Linked DNA regions of Mus musculus: region 2 is linked to region 1. A link is a contact called in public Hi-C data. All regions are on one chromosome and are shown on one strand. Each heading gives the region's core, a stretch centred on a gene start, on an enhancer-like site or on the middle of the called end of the contact. The rest is flanking DNA. Distances are from core to core; before and after follow the strand shown.

Region 1 (2,700 bases), core at 159-2,658:
GTTGAGTCATTTATGAAAGATCTGAGACTTTTTAAAAGAAAGATTGATTTTCTTGCACAGTCACTGTGTATAAACTTCTATGCTTATACCAGACCCTTTCACACCAAGGGTTTGTTGCTTATTGATTCGCGCATATTAAAACCAGGATATGAAAGAGTCAGTTTACCAGTATGAACTAGAAAACCCTAAAGAACTTTAAAAAGAAAGAAGGAATGAAAAAGCCATCTGGGGCCTGAGCAGCAATTTGGGGTTTACTGATGCTCTGGTTGGCAGGCTGTCTGGGCAGCTGGATCTAGGTTGCACCCTGAGTATTTTCTCTTTCCATTTGGACAGGCATGGAGGTGTTGAGTCCGTAATCTGGACCTTGTGAGAGCCAAGTCCGTGTTATGGAGTAGTTCTGTTTTGCACACGGTTGTCCTAATTTCCCCTCTTCTTTACTTGCCCACTAGAAGGGAAAAAAGTAATCAGAGGTGTTGCTGGGTGGAGCCCTCCTTTGATTGCAATGCCCCAGGGGTTTCTAAGTTAACAAATTAAAGCTTTAGGGCTGACTGAGCCGCTTGCTTGGTCTTGGTGGGCGCAGCAGCTTTTCCGTGCCTTCTCATGTTCCTGCCCTCCCTTCCCACTCCAGAAAAGAAACTGAACTCAGAGGCTTTGCCTGAGGAAAGGCTGGCTTGAGGAGCCGAGGGACTGATGACCACAGCTGCAGAGAGGGAAGGCCAGCATATTCTTGGAAGGTGTGGGATGAGAAACGCACTCCCTTCCCTTCCCTGCTTTTGCAGTCATGCCTGGTGTGCCTCAGAGCTAGGATACACGGGCGGGGGAGGGTGGAGCGTGGGGAGGGCTAAGATTAGGGAGAGAGGAGGTGAAACTCTCCTGGGAGTTGGAGACCAGAAATAAACATCCAAAGGAGCTGGGACAAACCCTCTGGCTGCCCTCCTGAGGTTCAGGGGTGGATCAGGAGGGTCCGAGCCAGGGAGGCAGTAGCCTGAGTCTTGGAGGAGGAAGATCTCGCTGGCTGCCTCCTCCTCCTCTCTGCTGGGGTCCCTGAAGCCAGTGCAGGAAGTGGGCGGGATTCTGCTAGAGTTTATTGAAAAAACAGCTGCCTGGCTCCATTTCCCTCCCCCACAACGGCCCATCCTCGCTGTGGCTCAGGATAGAACTATGCTGTAAACTTTGGCATGAATCAAGCATGCTGATACTCTCTCAAACAGCAACTTTTTCTTTCTCTCCCCCCTCCCGCTTTTTTTTTTTTGGCACAGAGTCATTCGTTTGAGGCTGGGGGAGAGGAACAGAAAGACTAAATAAAATGTGGTACAGTGGTTCTAGAAATGATTTGATCTGGTCCAGTAAAGGTCCAGAGTTCACCGACTGGACCTGAAGGACCCAAGTGAGAATAAGGTCAGGAGCCAGTTTTTGAAAGTGGTGAGCAGACGTCAGGACTTGAAGGCCTGCTTGCTCTTTTTCTGTTACTGTCATAACGTCTTGGACAGAATCTACCCTAGGAAAACACTGTCAGTGCCTGTAAGTTTGTGACTTCGTTTTTTTGACCAAGAATTGCTTAGGAGGTTGAAGGGGACAGGAAATAGCTAGGAGCCAGGGTACCACTGGGCAGAAGTATATATGTGTGTGTGTGTGTGTGTGTGTGTGTGTGTGTGTGTGTGTGTATGTGCGTGTGTTGATTAGGACCCGCAGATGGCAAGCAGCAGCTGTTTTATGGTGTGAATTGTTTGCTCAGAAGATTTTCAGAAGCTAATTCTCCGTGGAGGTTGGTTTGCCAAGTGACTTGTTTCCTTTTTTCTTGTTTCCCGACCTATTTTCCTCTTTGTGTGTGTGTGTGTGTGTGTGTGTGTACCCTAGCTGACCTTGAGGCTCTAAGAGTTGCTTAAAACCTGAGACTGTTAAGTTCTGAGAGGGTTGCTTGCACCAGGAGGCTCCTGGCTCAGGTTTACTTCAGACCTGAAGGTGAGGGCGGATGCAAAGGAGAAGGCTGCAGAGGGAAGGGCTTCCCCTGTCTTGTCTGAGATCCGAAAGGCTGTGCCTGGCCCCCCTCTGCTCTGGCTTTACTGTGAACTCTTGCTCTTGCGTTGACCCTTTCCCTTGGCCTTCTATTAAACCTGACCTGTGTCTCTTCCTCCACTTAACGTGAGAGAATATTTTTTTTTTCAGGGACATTTATGAGTAGTGAGTTAAGATGTCTCTAAAATTCACTAGTGGTAGAGGCCTTAGGGCATGGTTAACCAGTTCTGTTATCCCCCTTCAATATTTTCTTTCTGTTAATACCCCATGTGTGGCTTGTATTTGCTTGAACAACTCGAGAAAGCATCCTCAGCTGTATTGTAGGAAGCAAAGTAACTCTCACGCTCTTGCATGAAAGCATGACACAGAGTCTGGGGCCCTGGGATGGTAGAACTTAAAAGGCCAATTAATAACATTTATTTGTTTTTGTTTTTGGAGAACCCAGGGCCTTGTGTATGCTAAACACAGGCTCTTCCAACTCTGGTCTACATTACTTATTAGTAATAGAGGTTACTTATTATTGTTATTGTTTTGTGTGTGTGGTATATGGTGTGTATGCATGTGTATGGGGTCATGTGTATGCGAGTGTACATACAGGCCAGAGACTGGTTATTATTGGTGTCTTCTTTAATTATTATTACTTTTTAGATTTAATATTCATTTTTATTTATTTTATATTATGTA
Region 2 (2,729 bases), core at 24-2,523, 170 kb before region 1:
AGGAAATAATGTCTCAAAATAAATAAACTAGCAAATTACTAATCAGAATAGATGAGGTGGCTCCATGCATATAAAGGGACTTGCTCCCAAGCCAAATGACTTGTGTTGGATCCTTGGAACCACGTGGCAGAGGAAGAGACGTGACACTCCAAAGTTGTCTTCTGATTTCTACATGTGGACTGTGGCATGTGTGTAGAACCTCCCCCCCCCCCTCAACCCCAGGCACAAGCATACTCACACAAATAAATAAATAAGATATGATAACTTAAAAAAAAAACACCAAAAAAAAAACCCCAAAAAACAACTACACAATCCATATGTGTCTCACAACCCCCACGTCTTTCTAAAGTCGCAAAATCTTCTTGGAAGTTGGTCATGCTTAGATCTATTCGTCCTCTATTCTGTGGATCACTTTTGTGGGTATAAAGGCCCCAGCATCCCTACCTAATGTTTGTGGAACTCAACTTTCGAAAGTGGTTTTGGCTGGCACAGGATGACTCTGATCCTCTTGCTTCAGCAGTGCACAATCATTGGTCCAGCTCAGCTCCATTTCATTGACACACTAGCAGGGAGAAAGGTTCACCTTGTGTTTGGGGTCCTCTTATCTATGTAAAAGATGACAGCTGGTTGGGCAGCTGGTTAGGCCAGTCCTGTGCACAAGGAGAGAAGGGGAAAGAACCGTGCGGATCCTTTAAAGTTAGGGAACAGAAAAGAATGTTGTCCTTGCTTTCTTGTCCCCTGATGTAGAGAGAGGTCTTCATCTTTGACCCCTCTCTATCAGCTTTGTTTCTCAGTAGTTGGATGTCTTTATCCCACCCACCACCTCCACCACCACCACCACCACCCCTACCACCACCCCCACCACCACCACACCCCCCCACCACACCCCCCCCTCCTTTTTTTTTTTTAATTGGCTTGTAGAGAGGAGGGAGGTGGAGGAGGAGTTGAGGGCTCAAAAAGAGAGTCCTGCAATTAGCAGGAAGGTGATGGTGCAGTTTTTACTTTATGTTTGTAAGTTGAGTAAAGTTAAGATGCAAATTGTGATTTTCCTCATACACATCACACACACACACACACACAGACACACAGACACACACACACACACACACACACACACACACCTCAGTCCCTCCCCCTCCTACTGTTCCTGTTCCTTCGGGTGTTTTGGCCCAGTTGGAAGCTGATATTTAAAAGACATTTGATCTGCCTAATGGAAGCGGAAGAAAACAGGGATGACATCAAGGGGATTTCTGAGAAAGAAATTCTGAAACACAAGGGACAAAAGAATGAGTCACCAAGGCAGTCATGAGAACCGGCCTGCTCAGGCCTCAAACAGCTTGTTGTTGTTGTTGTTTTGGTTTTGTTGTTGTTGTTCTTGTTTGTTAGGAGAGATTGACAGTGTCCTGTTCTGGAGCATTTGGGGGTGGGGTCAATGGGGAACCTCTGGCCAGTCTTTCCTCCTGAGAATGCACCTGGGGGTGGGAATGATATTCAGGGATAAGTTCTGAAATGCACCTTTGGAAATATAGGTGGTTGGTACTGGAGGAACTACAAAGGTAAAATCCTGTGACAGAGGCTAGTCTGTGTCCTTCTCACCCCTGTGACAGAAAGGGGCAAGTTCTTTTTCTCAGACTCTGGCCTTCCAGGAGTGTCTGAGTAGCCAAGAGATGACCTAGGGCAAGTCTGGGGTGTGTAAGCAGGGAGGGAGGCAGGGTGTGTGTGACTGGGCAATTTTCCTGCTGGACAATGGGGGAGAGGCCATTGATGAGCAGCCAATTCCTGTTTCCTTCCTGTTTTGTGGGCGGAGGGTATGGGATCAGGAGCAGCTGGGGTCAAGAGGGAAAGGCCACCAAGAGGCTGACCATAGCCTGACATCCTAAGCAAGGAGACAGGTTGAGAGGAACAATATCCACGGACTGGTCCAACTCTTGTCTCACACGTGCTTGTCAGCAAGCATGAGGTCCGGAGTTCGATCCCCAGCGCCACTCCTAGAACACACACACTTACACATACAAATATTTACACACATGGATACACTTACACCATGTACACACAAACACAGATGCACAGACACTCACACACACACACACACACACACATACACACACACACACACCATGCATACACACAGATACACACACACACACACACACACACATAGCATGTCTGAAGAATCTGCAGATCTTGAGTTTCAAAGTAGAAATAGAGACTGCCATGAGAATCTATGCGTTGGAATAGAGACTGCCATGAGAATCTATGCGTTGGAATAGAGACTGCCATGAGAATCTATGCGTTGGTTTATTAAACTTGACATTTGCCTCGGCTTGAGAAGGCCCATTTGAAAACAAGACACAGTTTCACTGAGCATGGTCGTTCTCCATGCTATTTCAGACTTACATTTTCAGTGACCACAGCGTAGGATGAAAATCTCGAATATTTATGGAATTTACTGAGGAGCCCTGTAATCTGTCCTTCTGTCTGAGTCAGTCTGTCTGCTCACTAGGACACAGTCCTACAGGGACTCAGAGTCAAAGTTGGGCAGACTCGGGGCCACTTCTCAGCTCGCACCTTCAGGTTCCTTTCCTGAACTGTTGAAACTGGGCAAACACAAGGACAGAGCTGTTCTGCTTTTTCCTAAACTAAGCCTGGGCAGGTCTGTCACTGCTTCTTTACTCTTTGCCCCTGGGGCATGCTTTAAAGTCCCGCCCCTTCCCCAAGCACGTGGCTCC

What was found. Hi-C and Micro-C count contacts between places; a contact is called where the count stands out from the background.
Region 2: a contact with region 1 is called in a Hi-C map of the C2C12 cell line, with 3 times the contacts expected there. The contact joins two enhancer-like sites. A contact is called at or near these places in 1 of 39 promoter capture datasets (the C10 cell line), 1 of 15 datasets of contacts at CTCF or cohesin (pro-B cells), 38 of 484 Hi-C or Micro-C datasets (the 3T3-L1 cell line, the AML12 cell line, the C2C12 cell line and 27 more) and 16 of 115 datasets of contacts at active chromatin or transcription factors (the NIH/3T3 cell line, the SCID.adh cell line, T-cell acute lymphoblastic leukemia and 13 more).

Annotation. Positions count from the first base shown.
Region 1 is chr13:28,756,344-28,759,043 of GRCm38.p6, reverse strand. All of the region lies in intron 3 of 2610307P16Rik (RIKEN cDNA 2610307P16 gene), which reads left to right. Among named protein-coding and RNA genes, the nearest start is that of Mir6368, 47 kb to the right of the region's middle. Within about 2 kb of position 1,408, at least 286 of the 459 cell types and tissues checked have an H3K27ac peak or open chromatin away from gene starts, as enhancers often do. A contact at or near this core is called in the C2C12 cell line, the NIH/3T3 cell line, the STO cell line and 4 more, where this site is marked.
Region 2 is chr13:28,930,490-28,933,218 of GRCm38.p6, reverse strand. No RefSeq gene overlaps it. Among named protein-coding and RNA genes, the nearest start is that of Gm46406, 14 kb to the left of the region's middle. Within about 2 kb of position 1,273, at least 71 of the 459 cell types and tissues checked have an H3K27ac peak or open chromatin away from gene starts, as enhancers often do. A contact at or near this core is called in the C2C12 cell line, the NIH/3T3 cell line, the STO cell line and 4 more, where this site is marked.